Linked DNA regions of Pan troglodytes: region 1 is linked to region 2. Evidence: chromatin contacts called from public Hi-C data. All regions are on one chromosome and are shown on one strand. Each heading gives the region's core, a stretch centred on a gene start, on an enhancer-like site or on the middle of the called end of the contact. The rest is flanking DNA. Distances are from core to core; before and after follow the strand shown.

Region 1 (5,170 bases), core at 2,094-4,593, 350 kb before region 2:
ATCTCCTTTCTTGAACTCTTGCCCTCCTACAATTAATTCCCCACTAAGCAGAAGGCTTTTGTTAAAAGAATTTTTTAAAAGAACAAAATCAGGTCAGTTTTCTTGCTCAAAAATGGTTTCCCTGCCACAGCCTTCAAGGCTTCCTGTGATCTGCTCCTGGTCTGCCTTGCTGACCTCATCTCCTAACCCTCTCTGCTTTAACCACTCTGTTCAAGTCCTTGCCTTGTTGCTGCTCTTTGCATTTACCAAGCATACTTCTGCCTCAGGTCTTTGCATTGATCGTCCTTCCACATGAGTTGGAGATATCTTTATTCAGATATTTGCATGGCTAGCTCCCTTGCCTCAGAGAGCTCTGTTCAAAGAGCTCCTCCTCAGAAGTATCTCCCGCCTACCATTATGCTCTATACTTTGCTTTAACCCTAATACATGTTGATTAACATGTTTATTCTTTGTCTTTCTCATGAGGACTCTGTCTATCCAGTTCACTGCTATATCATTGGCATCTGTCTAGCAAATTTTCTCTAGAATTAGCTGTAGAAAGAGGTTGAGTGAATCAATTTTATGGATGGAGAAATTGAGGTCCAGAGTGAGAAAGGCAGGTCAGCAGCAGAAGCAAGAGTCAAGAATACATCTTCTAGTAGGCCTGGGAAATGTCCTCTGCACTCAGCCTCCTTTCTGATATTACGTAAAAACCAGGTTCTTTTCCAATATAAAATTCTCATCTTGAGAGAATAATAACATCTTAACATAATAGTATATTCTACTTTGCCTTTTTATTTCCTCAAATTTGTACTCATTAATTATCAGAGCTGGAGGGAACCACAAAGATGACCTGCCAAGTTTTATTCTGCAAATAAAGAACCAAGGCCCAGAGAAGATGTCCCACAGTTGGTTGTGGCAGAATCAGGCTAGAGCCCAGGTCTCTTGACTCCCAGTACAGACACTTTCTCCTTCCTTGCATTGCTTAACATTGAATGTCTATGTCTATTCACAGATTATGTTGCTTTTTATTAAAATAAGTTTCTACTCCTTATATTGGCAGGTAGCCACTCCAAAATGTACATTCCACAAGGGAGGTGGGAAATCATATCCTGTCCAGAAAAAGCTGCACATGAAAGAGGCCTGGATGCCTTCTAGAGGTGCATGTATCCCGGCTGCAGACTGCTCAGCCAGGAATCTCTGGCATCTCTGAGTCAGGGAATCATGAAGCTTTCTCAAGTGAAGTAACTTTCTCCCTGTGACCATGCCACTTCCTGCCTGTGTGCCCTCGTGTAAGGCACTGAAGGTCTCAGGACCTCAGTTTCCTCCTCTGTGAGGTGGGAATAGCATGCCCTGAAGTGTTGGATGAGAAAGTGTTTTGTGAGCAACAGAGGACTGGGTAAGGATTCCTAGTGAGTTTGGTTGGTCTGGGCAATAGGTTCCCCAATACAACCACAAAACACTTTTCCCTTCCAGCTTTGAGACTTGGGAGAGATGCCCTGGGGGTTGATTACAGAAGGCTCAGGTTGGGAAAGTTTGAAGTGCTTCATGCTAAACCAATCTTTAAGCTATAACTGGCCATGGAGGGCTTAAGGGAGAATTTATGTCCCTTTTTGTCCTGGCTTCTCTGATAAGTGGTTCTCAGACTCATAACTCTCCAGGAGTTATAAAACAACAAAAGCAAAACCCTTAAGTCATCTCATTTACAGCTTCAGCTCTTCAGCAGGGTATGAGGGAAGCAACTGTTTACTATTCATAAGTAGGTACTTAAACAGATAGACATCATGAGGTTTTTTGTTTGTTTGTTTGTTTTTGGTGAGAAGCAGTTGAGGAGGGAAGAAGAAAGAGAAGAGGAGAGAAAAGAGAGGGAGAGATGTCTTGAGGCAGAGACTGGGATAGGCACTGGCTAAGCAGGGTGAGAAGGCAGGGAAAGAGCCGGGCTGACCCAGACCAAAGTCAGAAAATGATTGAGAAGAGCAAGAAAAACAAAGGAATGAGGATACAGAGTCAAGAGAGGGGACAAAAGAAGGATTGAGTGAGGAAAATTCTGAAACATAAATTTGCAGAAAGGTTAAGGAAAAGGAGGAATAAGAAGGAGGAGAAAGTGTAGAGGGAGAGGACAAGGATGTGGAAGGAGGGGAGCAAGCGTCTGGGGAAGGAGACAGAAGGGATCCTAGAGCACAGGGGAAGATGGGGAGCTGCTATTTGTTCTTTGGCTGGCTCCTGCTTTGGAAAAATCCTCGTTTCCTACTCAGTGGGTATGCCAAAGACCACATCCTGGGTACAGGAGATATGAGATCATTTGGAGGTACCTAGAGACAGTCACAGTGATAGAACTAAACTCTGAGTCCTTAGCGGCCAGAGAGAGTTGCAAGATTTAGAGAATATAACATGTATTTCCTAGGACTGGGTTCCACAGCTCCAGATTCATTGATCTCTTAGACTACTCCAACACATGTGAATGACTTTTTAATGCCCCACTTTGTGCGTAGTCTTGGCTGGCCTTGTCAAGACCTGGAAACTTAAACACTTCTTGCTGTGCATTTCTGCTTTGCCTTGGATTACAGGCACAAAAAGAAATAGTGACAATTATTCAAGCCATTCAGGATACTTCCCAAACCCTTCTGCCTCTCAACACTGTGGTTCAGGTCTAAGTACTGAGAATATTTTAATACCTAATGTGAGCTTCGCATGGTTTCCAGAGATGCAGCATATCTTTTTAGCTAATATTGGCTTTTTTGAAGCTCACAAGATAACAGCTCTTAAAGATCCTGTAGGGATCATCTCATCCATGCTAGGAAATTAGCTGGTCCTTCCTCAGTAAGGAATTATTTAGATAAAAGCAGTCAGAACTCTGGCCTGAACAGTAAACATTTAACCAGAGTTCAATCAGAATTCAAGGACAGGTTTTCTTAAACTTTCTTTGTTTCTAGGAGATCAGGCAGAGCTGAATTTAACCAAGAATCTTTTGATCCTTTCCACATATAGATATACAATAGTGGCCACATATGTTCTGGGAGTTCCTAGACCTTATATGTGTAAACTGGGGCTTCCTGACATAAGAATATGCTTACCGGCCAGGAATCTGTTAGAAAACTCAGAGCTCAGTAGAAGGAACAATGGCTTTGGAATGTGGAGGTCTGGTTTTGCTCAAAGTGTGCAGTATGTGAAGGAGAACAATTTACTGACCATTACTCTGCCTTACTGATTCAAATTCTGAGGTTTATTGAATAATTTCTTAGATTGCCTTCCAGCTCTAAATTTCTCAGCACCAAAATGAAGTCCATTTCAATCTCTCTCTCTCTCTCTCGCTTTCCCTCCTGTACATATACACACACTCATACATATATATGGTCACAATAGAAAGGCAGGTAGATCAGAAGTCTCAGTTGCTGAGAAAGAGGGAGGGAGGGTGAGCCAGAGGTACCTTCTACCCCATTGTAGAGAAAAGTGAAGTTGTTTTAGAGCCACGTTACATCTTCAAGGCTTTTTATGAGATAATGGAGGAAATAAAGAGGGCTCAGTCCTTCTACTGTCCATATTTCATTCTCAAATCTGTTATTAGAGGAATGATTGTCATCTCCACCTACCATACACATGCCCTTTTGCTTGTTGGGCCTTCCTAAAATGTTAGAGTATGATGACAGATGGAGTTGTCTGGGTACATTTGTGTGCATTTAAGGGTGATAGTGTATTTGCTCCTTAAGAGCTGAGTGTTTGAGCCTCTGTTTGTGTGTAATTGAGTGTGCATGTGTGGGAGTGAAATTGTGGAATGTGTATGCTCATAGCACTGAGTGAAAATAAAAGATTGTATAAATCGTGGGGCGTGTGGAATTGTGTGTGCCTGTGCGTGTGCAGTATTTTTTTTTTTTTAAGTAAGCCACTTTAGATCTTGTCGCCTCCCCTGTCTTCTGTGATTGATTTTGCGAGGCTAATGGTGCGTAAAAGGGCTGGTGAGATCTGGGGGCGCCTCCTAGCCTGACGTCAGAGAGAGAGTTTAAAACAGAGGGAGACGGTTGAGAGCACACAAGCCGCTTTAGGAGCGAGGTTCGGAGCCATCGCTGCTGCCTGCTGATCCGCGCCTAGAGTTTGACCAGCCACTCTCCAGCTCGGCTTTCCCGGCGCCGCCGAGATGCTGTCCTGCCGCCTCCAGTGCGCGCTGGCTGCGCTGTCCATCGTCCTGGCCCTGGGCGGTGTCACCGGCGCTCCCTCGGACCCCAGACTCCGTCAGTTTCTGCAGAAGTCCCTGGCTGCTGCCGCGGGGAAGCAGGTAAGGAGACTCCCTCGACGTCTCCCGGATTCTCCAGCCCTCCCTAAGCCTTGCTCCTGCCCCATTGGTTTGGACGTAAGGGATGCTCAGTCCTTCTAAAGAGTTTTGGTGCTTTTCTGGGTCCCTCAGCTCCCGAAGCTCTTGAGAAAACTATCAAAGGCTAGAATCCCCTTCTAACTCTTTTTTTCCCCCATGATAAGCGCAGTCGGTCACAGTTCAGGTGAGTTCTTACTTGGCATTCAAGAAAATTACAAAATCTGGGTAGTTGTCTGGGCACGAAGCGACAATGGCGTCTATCCCTGGTGCTGACCCTGGGAAGCGCTGACCCAGGTGCTGAAACGCAGACCTCTGAAGCTGCTACCTCTTAGCGTACCTCACTTCCAAACGTCGGGACTAGGGCAAAGGGGCAATCTAAAGACCGAACGCCGTATGTTTGAGATTGTGAGAAGTCTCGTTCCCCTACAGTTTACTTGGTAAAAATGGTAAAACAATTCTACTTTGTAGCTCGTGATGTGAAAATTGAATTAAACTGTTGGCACACACTTTATCTTACCAGAACGGTGTGTGTGTGTGTGTGTGTGTGTGTGTGTGTGTTAAGTCTACAGGGACAGAAAGGTTGCAGAAACATTTGAGCTCTTAAAGCCTTTTTGTGTAACTTGGTAATTATAGCAACTATCCTTATTTTTATATCCTTGATTGATTTTAAATGTGACAAAAAATGCGCAGCTGTAAAAACTGGATTTTGTGTGTGACCAAATCTGTTCTTTAATTTAGGCTTTTCAAATTTTTTCCATTGTCCTCCCCACTTCTCTTTCTCTCTTTTTCTATCCCTTCTGCCCTATACAGGAACTGGCCAAGTACTTCTTGGCAGAGCTGCTGTCTGAACCCAACCAGACGGAGAATGATGCCCTGGAACCTGAA
Region 2 (5,384 bases), core at 2,525-5,024:
GTGCAGGACAAAGGACAGACAGAATCAAGGTAATTCCTCTGCTCACCTGAGACAAATGCATATCCAATTGCTTCCTCTGTCGTATTGCTTATGCAAAAATGCAGATTCACTGAGCCAGACTAAGGCATAAAAGACCATTTCTCCTCTACCCCTTCTTATATGTAGCGTGTGTCTTCAGTGAAATATTGATCAAAGACCCAAAAGAATGCAAGCTTTTGTCTCGTATCTACCTATGACCTAGAAACCCCCATTTTGAGTAGTCCCGCCTTTCTGGACAGAACCAATGTATATCTTACATGTCTCATGTCTCCCTAAAATGCATAAAACCAAGCTGTGCCCCAGCCACCACTGGGCACATGTCATGAGGACCTCCTGAGGCTGTGTCACAGATGCGTCCTGAACCTTGGCAAAATAAACTTTCTACATTGATAGAGACCCGTCTCAGATACTTTTGTATTCACATACTCAAAACAGATTTGTTGGATGAGTGAATAAATGAATGGATATAAAATTTTTAGAATAGTGCCTGGCACCAAAAGGGTGCTTAATAATTATTTGCTATCATCAATATTACCGCCCATTGTTCAGATCACATTTGCATTATAAAGATCTAGGAACTTGGTTGGCAAAGAACCCCTTGAAGGAAAAGACCATGGGCGAGGAGGAAAACGCAGGGAATGTTTGCAGATTAATGAAGCTCATCCAAGACTCATTTATTTCCGGTAGACTTTGCATGGGCTCTTTGATTTTTCCCCAATCGATATCTTATGCCAGCCTTGAATGGATCCCTTGGACCTAACCCTGGCACAGCTCTGCTAAAATCACCGCTCTGGGTTTCTCAGGAGAACCACAGGCCCAATTTAGCTAGCAGGAAGTAAAAATTAACAACTTCGAAGAAACCTCAACCTATTTCTGCTGTTATCTCATTTCCAGAAATTTTCTGTCTTTAAGAATAAATAAAAGAAGTAAACTCTAGCCAAAGAGCTGGTAATGGTTAATGCTACTAAACAAAGAACAAGCAGGCTCTGCACAGTCTGTCAGGATATTCCAGTGATCAGTAGAAAATACAAATCATTTAAAAATTGTTTTTAATAGAAGGGCTTACAAGGGGACTGACTTAATAAATCCATGTGACTTCTGCTTCACAGGATGACTCTGGCTGTGGCTTTTAAAACAGAGTGTAGGGTAGAAGTAGGGAGACCAGCTAGGAGGCTACTGCAATCATCCTGGAGAGAAGTGATCACAGCTCAGATCACAGCAGTGACAGTAGAAGATGTGACAGGTGGGTGGGTACTAGATATGTCTTGAAAAAGGGAGTCAGTAGGACTTCCTGGCTGGCCAGATGTGTGATGTGTGGCATGAGAGAAAAAGAGAGGTCAGAAACACCAGCACAGCTTTGGAGCTGAGCATCTGGAAGGGCAGAGTTGCTCTCAGCTGAGTTAGAGGGAGCCCTCAGAGCACCTCACCCCACCCCTAGGACACTGCTGATGTTCAGAGAATGTGTGCGTGCGGTTGCCTTACATTTTTTTGTACATGAATATTTCACGTCTTTTTTATTTTATTTTATTTTATTTTTTTGACAGAATCTTGCTCTGTTGCCCAGGCTGGAGTGCAGTGGCACGATCTCAGCTAACCGCAACCTCCACCTCCTGGGTTCAAGCGATTCTCCTGCCTCAGCCTCCTGAGTAGCTGGGATCACAGGTGTGCACCACCACACCCAGCTAATTTTTTTTTTTTTTTTTAATAGAGACAGGGTTTCACCATGTTGCCCAGGCTGGTCTCGAACTCCTGACCTCAGGTGATCCACCGCCTCAGCCTCCCAGAGTGCTAGGATTACAGGCGTGAGCTGCATGTCTTCTTTAATGCAGAACTGACATGTATTTTTCAATTTTCTCAGAAGCAAGAGAGAGGAATTCAAAATCCCTAATCATTAATTCCTCCCGTCCCTGCCTTTTTCACTCTGTCCAGAAAAATTAGTTTTCTGAATAATTTTCATGGAACAGAAATAGCTCAAGTCTGACATGTTCTCAATAAAAATGCAGATATTAGTGACCTTCACACACACAGAGCCTCTCCCGAGTGAACATAGCCCCTCAACGTGCAAGTCTTGCCTGAATGCCTCGATGTCCATTTAAAGCCACCCGGTAAGAGGAGCAGGTATTTCTGTAACTGAGAGGAGTATTGGGAAGAGGCTAGAGACAACATTTTATATTTCTGAGCCCTTGGGATAAGAAAGAGCCCCATTTTCTCGCCTGAAGTCCTCTGAGCAGTTAGAACCACTGGGCCACTGCTGCTCATCTGTAGCCCATCCACTGATGGCTCCTTGCCCAGACACAGAGCCTGACCCAGCCAGTGGACCTGGAGAGGAAAAGGGGATAAGATGAGAAATGGGAGTTGAGGGCCTCCCAGCTCCCCATTACTAATATTAATTTACTTTCTATATGCAACTATGGCTATGGGAATTTAGGACCACATGAAGCAATAAGATCAAATGGAAATCTTGACCTGCTTGTTTGGGTGAATCAATTTTCCTGGAAGGCTCAGGGCACTGTGGGGAAAAAACGCATACAAGGTGAAAACATGGCTGTTGCTAGAGCCCAGGAGACCCTATGAGTTCAGTCAAGGCTGGGAGAGAGTCAGTGGCTCTACCCTGTGACCCCCAGGAGAGTTTGCACCCACCATGTCACAAGGGCACTGCTGTATGCTCAGAAGGGAGCTGTGTTACGAATTTTCAAATGATTCACTGCTCTCTAGATCAAGGTTGTTGTTATCAAGCAAAAGCAGTAGGAAGAGTGTGTGAGTAGAGCACTCTGTAGTTAGCAGAAGGTGTTCAGATACTTGCTGATTTGATTCTCAAACTACCCTGGACTGTCGGCTTCATCAAGACAGAGAATCATGTCTGTCCCATTCACTGTTATCAACTGTGCTAAGGACGAGGAGTGGCACGTAACAGGCGCTCCGTGCATATTTGTTAAATAAAAATAAAAGAACCCAATAAGATAAGAAATAGGGGTTATTATTCCTATTTTATAATTGAGGCCGAGAGTCCCACAGTTAATAAACGGCAGAGTCAAGACAAGACTGAGAATCTTAATCCCAAGGTCATTGCTAGCTATTTTGTCTTATGAAGCTTCTAGGTCACAAGCTTCAGGATGCAAAGAACTTCAAAGGTAGGAGCATATGGAGGAGCTGTACAGTGCAGAGAAAAGCAGGCAGAGGCCCTGGAGCTTCCCAGAACACACAAAGATTTACAAAGAAAGCTCAGGACTGAGATGTGGACACCAACATGGCAAGAAGCTTCACTTCCTCCCTGCGTGGCCAGGACACATCCCCAGCGAGCAGGGACTCACTGGGGATATGTGTGGCTCTTTAGCCTCCCCTGCAGGAGAGTTTCAGAATGCACCCTCTCTAAGGGGCTGAAGTGCTCATAGGAAAGCCCAGATCTGATGGATGATCCACTATTGAGGTATTCCTAAACAGTGGGATGCATCACCCCCACTTCTCCGGAGGAAATAACCAAGAGTTTAGTCTTACTACAAATTAGAAAGCTGCTAATGTGCATAGCTCGTTATGAAGTACAACTATAAGACATTGGGTTCTTAAAGCTGAGAGGAACCCTAAATAGTCCATAGCCTGGGTTCCTAGATAAAAGGTCTGCGAAGCTGCTGAAATAATCTGCATATTATGAGTATTCTGGAGGGGATAGTCCATGACTTTCATCAGATCCTCAGAGGCGTCTCAGATTCAAACCCAGCCACAGGAGGGTCTAGAATTACCTCCTCAGCCCCTCAACTAAGCAGATTTGCTCAAAGCCCCAGGGATGGGAAGTCCGTCTTTCCCAAGGCAGCTGAGGTCATTTCCTGTGATCAATTCCTGCTCCCCACAGAGAGTGAGGAATGTACAGATGGTTCCACTAGAACCCGAACAAAACAACTCCCTCCATGTGTCCGGCATATGAGGTCCAAAAATGAGCTGTAGGGTGGGACTACTGGGACAGCCTTCAAAATGCACCAGCCAGCATGGAAAGGGCTGCTTTTGAAATTTGTGCATTTAAAGACAACTAACGACTAGTTTCATTGCCTCCCCCAAAGTGAAGTTTTTAAGTGACAGATTCTGCTCCTCTGTCTCATAATATTCTTACATAAAGCTTAGGCATGGAGCTGATGGCACCCATCAGCCCCAAATTCGAGTAGACCACCCCCAGAATGAAGTCTAAGTCATGGAGACAAAGCCCCGCGCTTGTGCTGAATGAGATCCTCTAGTGCTCTCTGGTGGCTACGACTTGTTACTGCACCTTTCACAACACATTTGTACGAAGTTTGTATTTCTGATTTTTTTTAAGTATTCCAAAACTGAAATCAGTTTAAAGTCCTCTCTTTGCTTACATATGAGTTGGGGCTCAAGGATTGTATAATCAATGTGTCATGTGACTTATCAACGGCAGAGCCAACACTGGGGCTTAGGCCTTTCCTCTTGTTCGGGAGCTGTTTCCCACTCTGAGATTTGAAGGTGGGTGCAAGTGAAACATGGTGGAGAGCAGGAACTGCCAGGCTCAGGGTGGGAGCAAGCAGGTGTGTTAAGGATATCTCCGGGGCACAGAGCAGATTTGAGAGTTGGGGGCGACCCAAGAGCTGCACAGGGACCAAATCACCGAAGGTCCTTTATGCCAGGTTATGGAGCTTAGCGTCTGTTTGTAGGGAGGAGAGCCCCATGAAGGATTTTAAGGAGCAGAGCAATGGGATGGGGTCAAGGCAGCAGTGGAGAGGATGAACTGGGAAGCATTAAAAAGTAGGCCCACAGGCCGGACACTGTGGCTCGTGCCTGTAATCCCAACACTTTGGGAAGCCAAGGACGGTGGATCACTTGAGGCCATGAGTTTGAGACCAGCCTCGGCAACATTATGAAACCCTGTCTCTACTAAAAATACAAAAATGATGCATGTCTGTAATCCCACCTACCCAGCAGGCTGAGATACGAGAATCTTTTGAACCCGGGAGGCAGAAGTTGCAGTGAGCTGAGATCCCAGCACTGCACTCCAACCTGGACAACAGAGTGAGATCCTGTCTCTCTCTCTCACACACACACACACACACACATACACACACACAGAAAAAGTATGACCCACAGCTTGGGCTAAATAGCAAAGCCTCATCTCTACAAAATATTTAGAAATTAGCCAAGTGTGGTGGTGCACGCCTGTAGTCTCAGGTACTTGGGAGGCTGAGTTGGGAGGATCACTTGAGCTCAGAACATGAAAGCTGCAGTGAATCGTGATCATACCACTGCACTCTTGCCTGGGTGACAGAGCAAGACCCTGTCAGGGTGGGTGTGGAGTGGGGGCGGGGAAGTGTGGTCCAGGGAAAGTGTCAGAATCTCCAGGAGAG

The links. Hi-C and Micro-C count contacts between places; a contact is called where the count stands out from the background.
Region 1: a Hi-C map of stem cell-derived neural progenitor cells shows a contact between it and region 2, with 6 times the contacts expected there. The contact joins the promoter of SST here to the enhancer-like site in region 2. A contact is called at or near these places in 5 of 7 Hi-C or Micro-C datasets (blood, induced pluripotent stem cells, a lymphoblastoid cell line and 1 more), 1 of 1 datasets of contacts at active chromatin or transcription factors (stem cell-derived excitatory neurons) and 1 of 1 other capture datasets (stem cell-derived neural stem cells).

Annotation. Positions count from the first base shown.
Region 1 is chr2:190,843,745-190,848,914 of NHGRI_mPanTro3-v2.0_pri, reverse strand. It overlaps SST (somatostatin), which reads left to right and starts at 3,343. Exons shown (of 2, transcript XM_526419.8): 1 at 3,343-4,249; 2 at 5,096-5,170. The coding sequence starts at 4,112.
Region 2 is chr2:190,494,426-190,499,809 of NHGRI_mPanTro3-v2.0_pri, reverse strand. No RefSeq gene overlaps it. Among named protein-coding and RNA genes, the nearest start is that of MASP1, 29 kb to the right of the region's middle. Within about 2 kb of position 3,774, at least 4 of the 24 cell types and tissues checked have an H3K27ac peak or open chromatin away from gene starts, as enhancers often do. A contact at or near this core is called in stem cell-derived excitatory neurons, stem cell-derived neural progenitor cells and stem cell-derived neural stem cells, where this site is marked.